Regions from separate parts of the Anser cygnoides genome. Here region 1 is linked to region 2. A link is a contact called in public Hi-C data. All regions are on one chromosome and are shown on one strand. Each heading gives the region's core, a stretch centred on a gene start, on an enhancer-like site or on the middle of the called end of the contact. The rest is flanking DNA. Distances are from core to core; before and after follow the strand shown. Region 1 holds the start of LOC125182842 (ATP-binding cassette sub-family A member 9-like). Region 2 holds the start of SLC16A6 (solute carrier family 16 member 6).

What was found. A called contact is a pair of places that touch in the nucleus more often than the background predicts.
Region 1: a Hi-C map of liver shows a contact between it and region 2, with 2.1 times the contacts expected there. The contact joins the promoter of LOC125182842 here to the promoter of SLC16A6 in region 2. A contact is called at or near these places in 2 of 7 Hi-C or Micro-C datasets (both in liver).

Annotation. Positions count from the first base shown.
Region 1 is chr19:10,400,473-10,405,809 of Taihu_goose_T2T_genome, reverse strand. LOC125182842 (ATP-binding cassette sub-family A member 9-like) reads left to right here and starts at 2,048. Exons shown (of 40, transcript XM_066980004.1): 1 at 2,048-2,187; 2 at 2,554-2,725. The coding sequence starts at 2,707. ABCA5 (ATP binding cassette subfamily A member 5) reads left to right here. Exons shown (of 40, transcript XM_048064419.2): 40 at 1-174.
Region 2 is chr19:10,228,243-10,233,700 of Taihu_goose_T2T_genome, reverse strand. It overlaps SLC16A6 (solute carrier family 16 member 6), which reads left to right and starts at 2,855. Exons shown (of 6, transcript XM_066980234.1): 1 at 2,855-3,012; 2 at 4,728-4,969. The coding sequence starts at 4,735. All of the region lies in intron 3 of ARSG (arylsulfatase G), which reads right to left.

The sequences.
Region 1 (5,337 bases), core at 799-3,298, 170 kb before region 2:
AAACACGTTTGTAACACTCCTGATGTCACAGTCAGGCACTTTGAATCATTTGCAGTTTATTTAATACTTTTTTTTTTTTTTCCTATTTCACCATTCTGCTGTATTTGTAAAGTTGAGGTTTTCCATTTTCCAGCAGAAAGTACTACCAAAATAAAGATGGATTGGATTGTTAAATGCTCGTCTATTATGCGTGTGTTTTGCTGCCCTAGAAGTAGGGGCACTGTCTCAAAACCCTGGCTCCTTCCCGGAGCGCAGCGCGCCGTGCAGGTGAGTACGCGGCATTCAGCACGGCTGGAGCCTTCAGGGTTATTTTAATGCAGGCCTTAAGATCATATTTTTAATTGAATTCAGGGAATTGTGGTGTTGCAACACTTGGGATTCAACAGCGTGAGGATGTCGTGTTTCACAGCCAGATCGATTCAGCCCCGGTCCGGGCTGTTGCTAAAAGTGACCCCGCAGCAGCTGCGCGCTGCTGGCACGCGGAGCTGCGCATCTGCGGCGGTGAATCATCTTCATCCACTTGAAAATGCACCCCACCAAGAAAAGTAATTCATTTTTCCGGCTGGATCCGTGCCCAAGACAGGCTCACTGGGTGGCTGGATGGGTGCTCGCTGCAGGCGAGGAGCAGCAAAAGGCTGAGGGTGATGGGTTGGGAGGAGGAGGAGGAGGAGGAGGAGGAGAAGAAGGGGAAGGTCATCCACCTCCAGTCCTGTGGGTCAGTTAAGGACATAATGAAATGAAAGGGGGTTGTGCTTGTGGCAGGGAGGAAAACAACCCCGAAGAAATATAATCTCAGTTTAGTCAAAGTTCCCAGGTTTTCATACTAGTTTGTATTTAATGGTGTCCTAAGGGCAGCATGACTTTTTTCTTTTTTTTGTTTTTTAAGCTTCTTTTTAAAGCTGAAAAATGAATTAATTTCCCTGTAATGTTTCCTTAAAAGATCTTCAGAAAGTCCCTAATTCAGTATGTTGATTTTTCTCCTTAGTGAGAGTTTCTTGGAGCTTTCAGTTCTCCTTTTTTTTTTTTTTTTTTCCCCTAAACGAGTTGCTTCAAGCATCCTCTTCTCAGCGCCTGTCCCCAGCGTCTCGCCCGCCTGACACGGGCGGGCTGACACCAGCCTGGCCCTGAGATCCCCCTCAGGAATCGTGTGCAGTGAGTGCTTGGAGACCTCACGAGCAGCACTTTGAGGTGCTTCGGGCTCTCTTGTTCCTCTCCAGTGGCACCCCGAAGGGCTGCCTTGAGCTGGAGGCCAGCAGCAGCACCCGTGTGGGATGGGAAACCCGAAGGCGTGCTCGCAGCAGGTGTCCCCTCTGTATTAAAATGCATTCTCTGTACGTAACCTGCAAGCATGCTGGGAGGTCCGCTTTGTGCTGGGTACAAGTGCACTATAGCATGGGGGATTATAATCTTTTATTTATTTATTTATTTATCGGTGAATTTACTAAAAATGAGCTGTGCGTCTCTGCTGTGCCTTCCGCAGCCCCAGGTTGTTGTCTGATGGGAAGCGGTGCAGGAAAACGCAACGCTCCTCTCCTAAGTGGGCTTATTCCATGAAAATAAATAAATCGGCAGCCACAGACGAGCTACAGCCTCTCGTTAAGCAGCAACCAGGCTGTTTCTGTGTTTTCACACAATTCTGCAAAGCAGATGCAGTCTCCTCGAGCTGCTGAAGTTCTAGGACAGTCAAATTACTTTCTCTTAACTACTTGCGTGGTCGCATGGCTATACACCCTTCCAACTCATTTGGATTTCCTGGCTTCCTCACCTCCCTGTTTGGAATGCAAATCCATTGGAAATCTATTTTTAAAAATAAAAATAAAGATAAATCCCCATCTTGATTCCAGCTGCGTGGCAGCTGCTGGGAAAGCAATTAAAAGGAGTGGAAACTAAAAAAAAAAAGAGTAAAAAATAAAAAATTATTAAAACAAAAGGGAGATTGAAAACGTGAAATAAAAGTCCCATTGGTGCTAGGATGGAAGGTTTGCCCTGGCAGAGGAAGGAGTTCTTGCTGACTCAGGCTCTGGGCGCGATGGGGAGCAGGCAGTGAAGCTTTCCCTGCAGAGGAGCTTGGCAGGGTCGAGGTTTCTTTGCCACACGACTGGGATCCTGAGCTCACCCATCCCAGTCCCCACAGCTCTGCATCTCTCCCTGGCACCTGCAGCAGCACGTGGGAAATCCCAGGGAAAGGTAAATGCGTGAGCAAATGCCGAGCTGGTCAGGAGTCTTCCGTCGGAGCTGCTTCGGTGGAAAGTGTCATTTTGTTGTTAATGTGGCAAAATCAAGCGAACTTTTCAAAATATCTTCCTTAAAATTTAAAAATGACTTTCACGCCAGTGGGTATTCAGTTTATGTTCTGATTTAGGTTTTGTTCTCCCTAATATTGCCTGGTGAGTGCACATGTGGAAAGCCTGGTGGAAACATGCTATTATATCTTACACGCTACGCATGCCTCCTGTTAACGCGACGTAGTGCAAAATGCAAGGTTCATAGCTCCGAGCCCGGGGCAGCTGCCTGCAGGCATCGCTCACCGGGGTCATCGCCTCCTCCCCGCAGCGCTGGGAGCGTCGACACCGCCGGGACCGGACTCTGACGTCAGGCTGGAGAGGGGCATGGCCACCGGCTGCCTCTCAGCATTGAACCCTCTCCAGGACCGCAAAGAGACGACGAGAGCCCAGACATCTCTGAGCTGCAGGAGACACACTTCTAATGGAAAACACATTACCAGGTAAGGGGTTTCCTATTTCTGTTCTGTAAGTGAAAAACTATACCTAGGGTGTTTTTATGGAGGGTTTTTTTTTTTTTCCTGATTGTTTTAATAGTGTTATGCTAAAAGCATAAAGCTCTACTTTCCAGCTCTGTTCTCTGACAAACACTGAGTTTTACATCAAGAAAGTCTAAGAGGCTTTTCTGGGTGCTCATGGATTTCGATTCTTGCCACGGACGCCCTGAGCACCGCAGGTTGAGCACCCACCGGGTGCTCCCGGCGACCCTGCCTCCCTTCCCTCCCCTCCTGTGGCCCTGCATTGGCACTGAAGGCTTTGAAAGATGGGAATCCTCAAAGTTCGCTTCTCTGGGGAAATTAAAGAGTTGAACTTTGGTATGGGACGGGCTTAGCACTGTTTTTCTGGAGTTCAAAGTTGGAGAAAAAACTCATTTGAAGAACTGTGTTAGAGTGGAATCCGTGCAAACCTGCCCCGTGTTTATCAGGTAGTAAATACAAGGCTGTGTAGGGGCCAGCTGCAGGTTTTTGTTTGCAGACACTCGCAAACAGGAGGGCACCGAGGGAGCGCGTTCCCCACGTGGGGATTCAGCTTTGGCGCGCGGCGAGTCGGCAGCTCCTCGTGGGAGCACGGGATGCGGCGCACATTTATTCCTCCCCAGCCAGCACCGAGGGTTCCCTGCCAGTAATGCTGAGGAGCAGCTTGCTTTTTAGGAGTCCGTTGCGATATGCTCTGTTCGTTTTACATTAGAAGGAAAAAAATCTGAGGATGTTCCAAGTAGGAAATCCCTGAGATGGTAAGTGAAGGAATGAGGTGTTTGCACGGGACGTGCCTTCCCGGACTACCTCTGGCATAGCAAGACACAGAATCACAGCAGAAGTTTTTGCCATGCCTAGGAAGCCTGTTCCTGGAGAACAAGAAGTTTGGGTGCATTTACTGAGCCCTCAAAAACGAAAAGTTTCCAGAGATACCCAGTTTTACAAGTGATGCTCTTACTGGTTTAAGGCTTCTCAATATTGCTGTCCCCAAAACATTCCTGGTGGTCGGTTTCTGTCTTCTGAATCTGAAGCTTTGAATCTCAGATCCTTCAGAAGCATCTCTCCTGCTTACATTTTGTGTCTTGGGGTATCTGCTTTAAACTGAAGTTCTTCCTGATGAAGTTCATGCACCATTTGTAGACATCGCCATTTGCCTGATGTTCTAGCTTCATGTTTCAGCTTCCAGGGGGAATTTGTTTCTTGTTCCAGAAGCAAAAAATAAAATTAAAACCAGTAGAAATTTAATTGGATATTTATTTTGTTTTAGTTTCACATTTGCCCCCTTTTTGTAACGGTTTGCTACATCTGTAGAGATTCAGCGTAGTTTTTACAAGACCGTTGTATTTTCCTTGTTATCCGAATGCCCCCACGCGGACCTCTGCTTACTGTCCCAACCTCTGCTGCGCTGCTGCTTTCGGTTCACAACGGGTGAAATCCAGGCTTGGCCAAAAGCAAGTAGCACTTCCTCAAAATCGTCTCCCAGTTGCCGTTAGCCTGCGATGTGGAAGCGCGAGAGAAAGCTTCGGGCAGGGCAAAGAGCGGGGAGATATCTTTGTGCTAATAGTCAGAGGGTAAACAGGGATCCATCGCCCCTGGAGTACACAAATATTTAGTCCTTCCCAAAACAAACAATGAGGGGAACGGAGTAGTGGAATCATTTATTAACTCCAGCTGCCCGATCTGTGAAACCAGGAAGCGATGTCCGAGGGGAACAGAGCACAATGCTTTTGAGGTTGCTTTGATTTTGGTTTCATCCCTTCTGAAGGACTAAAATACAAAAACGTGTTTTTGAGGTTCCCTGCCCAGCTCTCGTTCTGGGAAGGTCGTGCAGGCAGGCTGCTGCTGTTCCTGCACAGGCTGTTGGCTGCTGGGCTGTGTGGTTGAAGCTAGAGCTGGGATAAATATTCCCCAACTCCAGTACTTCCCTGCTCAGTATTCAGGAGGAGATAAAGAAACAGACTGGTATTTTCTTAACGATGCCCTCCTCCAGCTGTATTAGACTTATAGTTTTTAACATAGCATTTGGATAAAAACAGGAATTATTTTTGAGAGGGTGAAAGAGAGGTGGGGTAAAAAAAAAAAAAAAAAATTAAAAAAAATCAGCCTCTTAGCAGCCCACTTAAAGGAGATGGCAGCAGCATCTCTTTTGGGCTATTTCTGGCATCTAAGCAGTGTTTCTGACCTGGCCTCCTGGGTGGCAGCTGCCTTCCCCTATAGCCGATGTGGGCAGCAGTATGTGTGTGTGTGTCTGTATGCAGCGGGTGTTTCACTGTCTGGTTATGACATCTGGAGCAGATGAGCGGTGGCTTACCAATGCGTGGCTAAGGCATGGCACAAATTCCCTGCAAGAAATGCATGATCAGAGGCTCAGCTGCATGCGCAGTGTGTGCCAGAACTGCTGCCCTCAGCAGCTGGCCTTCATGCTGTTGTCGCAGATCCAGAATATTTCAAACATTTGGAAAAATCACATTAAAAGAAAACAATAAATATATATATATATATATATACACATATATTCTTTCTTCCATTAGCCACTCAATCCTTTCACATTGGCTTTTCTCTGTTAACTTCACATAGGT
Region 2 (5,458 bases), core at 1,606-4,105:
GGAGATGAAAAGGACTGACAAGAAATACCAGGCAGTAAATCGCCCTCGCGTTGGGGCTCTTTTCGTGCCAGAGATATTTGCATTCTGATTTCTCCCCCGGAGGCACAAACCTCTCCTGTCGGCCCAGAACCACTCGCGCCCGTCGCTGCCAGGAAGAATTACGAGGCGGGGAGGGCGACGGGGGCTCGCTGGGGTCAGCGGCCGACGGAGCGGCATTGCCGGGAGGAATTAGTCAAGTTAATTGCTTTGTCTAAGTTACCGAGTGGGATCGAGAGCTTATTTGCCCCATTTGCTAGAAGTTGGCCAAATTTTGCCCCCGCTGCCCACTAAATGTACCCGTGCGGCCCCACCGGCAATTCCCATTGTGAAAGAACCGAAGGGACTGCAGCCGACCCGAAAGCAGCAGCCCTGGCGGACGGGTCAGGGACCGAAGGAACGTCTCACCTCGGGTAATTGCCCCAGGGCTCGGAGCCAGCATCGCCAGGCTCCCCGTTACCCCAGGCTCCCCGGGCAGCGCAGTGCGAGAGGGCAGCGCCCGTCGGTGCCTGGTACAAGGCGACACCGTCGGTGCCAGCACGGCACCGCAAAGCCGGGCACCGCAGCGCTCCTTCCTTGCTCAAGGACACCGGCAGCTGCAGCTTTTTCCTATTTTTTTTTTTTTTTTGTTACCGATCTCAAGGAAAATTAGGGGAAACCCTGCAGCGCCGTGGCTCGAGCTCCAGCCCTGCAGCCGGGCGCAGGAAGCCGCCGGCCCGTGCCGCGTTTCCAGTGCCCCGCTCCCTTCCTCCCCCGGGCACGTAGGTGCCGAGCCGGTGCCGCCCGCTCCCGGTTTGACCCGCACGCCGCTGCCTCAGCTCCCCGCACGGCGAGATGCTCTCCCTCCAGGAGCTGCCCGCACGGCGCGGAGGGGACGGTGCGCGTGCCCCGAGCCTCCGCAAACCCTGCACCGGGGGCTTCGGCGTGCAAACGCTGCTCCCGTCCCGTCCCGCTCCTGCCTCCCGGCTCCCCGGTGAGCCTGAGCCGGGGACATTCCCGGCCCCGTACCCAGCTGCGGGGTGAGGAGGGAGCAGGGGGCTCTGCCCAGAGGTGGCCGGACCACGGCCGCGCTCCCCACGGGCCTAAACGTGCGCGCGATGCCCTCCGCTTCCAGCCCAGGCCACACGTCAGAGCCCTTCCTGCAGACCTCGGGGGCACAAAATTGGGGCGCAAAAGCCCCAGGGCTGAGCTCGGCGCGAACCCAAACGTGCTCCTGGGGACGCTTCGTGCTGCTCCCTGCGGGCACCGCCGGCTCCCCCTGCCCTACTCACGGCGGGGGGGTTGCTGCACCCCTGGTTCCTGGACCGGGACCCCCGCACCCCGTCACCCCCCCCCCCCCAAACCTCAGCAGGTGCCGGGGCGGGTGGCGGGATCGGGGGGCATCCCCCCTCCCCAAAACGCCAACCATGCAGCTTTGCACACCCCCCCGCACCCCCAACCCCCTGTCACCCCAGCAGGTGCCAGGGTGGGTAGCGGGTTCGGGGGACAATCCCCCTCCCCAAAACCCCAACCGCCCACTTCTGTGCACCCCAGCAGGCGCTGGGGGAAGGATCAGGATCAGGGTGCTCTCCCCCTCCCCAAACCCCCCACAGCCCACCTTTGCACCCCCCTGTGCACCCCTCATCCTGTTCCCATTCCCCAAAACCCCACTACCCCCCAAAAAAAACCCATTCCCCCCTCCCCAACCCCATTCCCCCCCATAAACCCCCTTAAGCCCCCAAAACCCCCCTAACCCCCTCACAACCCCCCTTAAACCCCTCACAACCCCCCTTAAACCCCCCAAAGCCCCCATAATCCCCCTTAAACCCCCCACAACCTCTTTAACCCCCCCATAGCCCCCCTTAAACCCCCCACAACCCCCCTTAAACCCCCCACAACCCCTTTAACTCCTCATAACCCCCCTTAAACCCCCCCCGAACCCCCATTAATCCCCCATAACCCCCCTTAAGACTCCCCAAGCCCCCCCAAACCCCCCATAACCCCTCCAACCCCCCTTAACCCCCCGTAACCCCCATTAACCCCCCATTAACCCCCCCATAACGCCCCCCAATCCCCCCATAACCCCCCTTAAACCCCCCCGAATCCCCATTAATCCCCCATAACCCCCCTTAAACCCCCCCAAGCCCCCCCAAACCCCCCATAACCCTCCCCAAACCCCCAATAACCCTCCCCAACCCCCCCTTAACCCCCCATTAATCCCCCCCAAACCCCAAATAACCCCCCCGTAATCCCCCAAACCCCCCATAACCCCCCCCAAACCCCCCAACCCCTCCTTAACCTCCCCATAACCCCCCCAAATCCCCCCATAACCCTCCCCAAACCCCCCCATAACCCCCCCTTAACCCCCCATAATCCCCCCCAAACCCCAAATAACCCCCCCGTAACCCCCCAAGGCCCCCCAAACCCCCCATAACCCCCCCAAACCCCCACTAACCCCCCCATAACGCCCCCCAATCCCCCCGTAACCCCCCCAAACCCCCCTTAACCCCCCCTTAACCCCCCCATAACCCCCCCATAACCCCCATTAACCCCCCCATAACCCCCCAAATCCCCCCGTAACCCCTCCTAAACCCCTAATAACCCCCCATTAAGCCCCCCATAACGCCTCCCAATCCCCCCATAACGCCCCCCAATCCCCCCATTAACCCCCCCCAAACCCCCATTAACCCCCCCTTAACCCCCCCAAATCCCCCCATCCCCCCCCAATATCCCCCCCCCGCGCCCCCAGCCCCGCCCCCAGCCCCCCCCCCCCGCCCCGTTCCGCTCCGTTCCGAGCCGCGCCGCAGCCGGGCCGGGCGCGCACATGGCGCTGCGGAGCCGCCGGCGGAGACCGGCTGCAGCCGGTCTATAAAGGGCCGGCCCCGAGCGGCCGGGCGGGCACCGAGCAGCGCCGCGGGCCCCGGGAGCAGCCGGCGGGCAGCGGGGCCGCCTCCTCTCGCCGCCGGCCATGGGCCGCCCCTAGCCCCCCGCACCCCGGTGAGTTGGTTTTTTTTTTTATTATTATTTTTCCTTTTTTTTTTTTTTTTTTCGGGGGACACCTTGCCGGGTGGGGGAGGGATGGGCTTGCGGGTTATTTTTTATTATTATTATATATTTTCTTTAATTTTAATTATTTTTTTTTGGTATTATTTTGTGCCCCCCCTCCACTTTTCCTCCCCTCCCCTTTTCCGCATCCCTTTATTTTTAGCCGGCGGCCCCCGGCGCCCGCCGAGGAGCCGGTGCGGCGGCGATGCAGAAACCAGGTCTGAAACGTTCCCGAAGTGATGCTGGGGGGGGGGGGGGCACCTCCATTCTTATCCCCCCCCCCCCGCCTCACTTTAATCCCTCTCCGCATCGCAATGCCCATTATGCACGCCGAGAATTGGCATTATTGCTTTTTTTTTTTCCTGCTCCTACATAGCCGGGTGCCTCCTAACCTCATCCTCCCCCCCCGGTGCTCAGCCCCGACCCCGCTCCTCTCTCTCGAGGGGGGGGGCTCAGACAAACTTCGAGCCCCGCCGGTGGTCGTGGGCCCCCCCCCCCGGGCACGGGAGCGATGCTGGAGCCCACGGCTCGCTCCGTCCCTCGGCAGGACCCCCCCGGGGACAGCCGTGCACCGGCCCGCACCCACCTTGTGGCACCGCAGAGCGGGGGGCAGCGGGGTGCTGGGTGCCCCCCTGCACCCCCCCCCTACTTTGGGGTGAAGGGGGGGGGGGGCGCAGAGCCCTCGCCAGGCACCCGCGGGGCTGCTCGCCGTCACCCGTGGGTGCCGCAGCCGGGCAGGCGCACGCCTGCCGCCGGGCGAGAAGTTCCCCCGTGGGATGGGGAAGCGCTGCCGGAGCCGCTCGGGGTTCCTCCGGCGTGTAAAATGGAGGAGGGAAACGCCTGGCGGAGCGGGGAGCCTCAGCCCCGGAGGGGTGGTGGGGGGGTGGTGGTGGCAGCCCCTGGGGTGCAGCCCCCTCGCCGTCCCCGTCCCGGGTGGATGCCGTGCCCCCACCGCCGGGACGTCCCCATCGCCGCCACCGCCGCAGGTGTCGCGGCGCGGCTGAGCCCCGAGGGCTGCGTGGGGAGCTGGTGGCGGCGGGGGCGTCCCCGCTGCGGGCACGCTGACCCCCGCCCCGGGAAGGTGCAGGCAGGCAGGGCTCGCAGCCCCGGCGCGGTGTTTTTGGGGAAGGAGCACGCTCCCGAGCAGCCGCCGTCCGCCCCGAGCGCCAGCAGCCGCTCAAGGCGATGCGCGGCGGCTTCGGCGGGCGGCAGCGTGCCGTGGCCGTGGCTTGTGGCACCCAGCAGCCCCGCAGGAGAGCGGCAGCACCCGGAGGTGCTGGTGGCTGCCCCGCGGGAGGGCCGGGGACGGGGAGCGCCGTGGGAAGCCCCGGAGGTCCGAGCCCTCTCCGGGTGCCGCGGCGGATCTTTCACGAACTGCATCCAGCCCCCTGCGCTGAACCGCAGCCGGTCGCTGGGTTTCGCTGATGGGAACAGCTCACCCTGGTGCCGGGCGGGGAGTTTCTAGCCCTCGGTTCAAAGGGCACGAGCAGAAACGGTCCCTGGGGGACCATCAAGGGAGGAACTTTAGCCCAGCGCCTGCATTTAATTCCTCAGCAGCCCGGGGACTGGCCAACGGCACCTTGGCGATGGTTTGGCTGCTAGGCCGTGCCTCCGTAAGCAGAATTCTTCTTACGCTGATGCCTGGCTTGTTCTCCCCTCTCTTCCAGATCAAAAATGACGGTCAAGGCTGTAAAAATGCCGTGCACCACTCCAAATGTTTATACTAAAGTGCCTGACGGAGGATGGGGTTGGACGGTTGCTTTTGCTTTCTTCTTCGTGGAAGCTCTTACGTACGGCATTATAAAATCCTTTGGAGTCTTCTTCAACGACCTGATGGAAAGCTTTGACGAAACCAACAGCAGGATATCCTGGATCATATCCATCTGTGTGTTTGTGCAGACCTTCACAGGTAAGAGTAAAGGGCACGGGTCAGAAGGTGCAGCCGTGCTGCTGACTCGGCATGCGAGGGCCCGATCTCTGGGCTATCTGGGACTCGCGTCCCTGATGGCTCCACGACACGTAGCCTCCATAAAGCCTGGAGGCCGTGTTCCTGAAACACCACGAAATGGCTGTCTCGACCTGCCAGGCCCTCTGAGCCACTTGTCCTGCTCGGCATGAGGGCGCAGCCTGCGTCCCCGGCTCCGGGGGCTGAGCCCAGCCCAGCTGCTTGGCTCTCATCAGAAATGAAACTGATGAAAAGAGAACTTCACAGCCTAATTCCTTAGTGAAAAGCCTCACGTATAACCCGAGCTTTCATTGAAACCCGCTTGTTTCGGTGGGTTTTGCAGCAGGTTTGTCCCAGGCTGCCATGCCTTGGTCTCTTCTGGAAGCTTTTCATCCGAGGGTGGCTGCAGGGGCGATGCTGCGCTCTGCGAGGCTGACGGCGAGGTGCCACGTG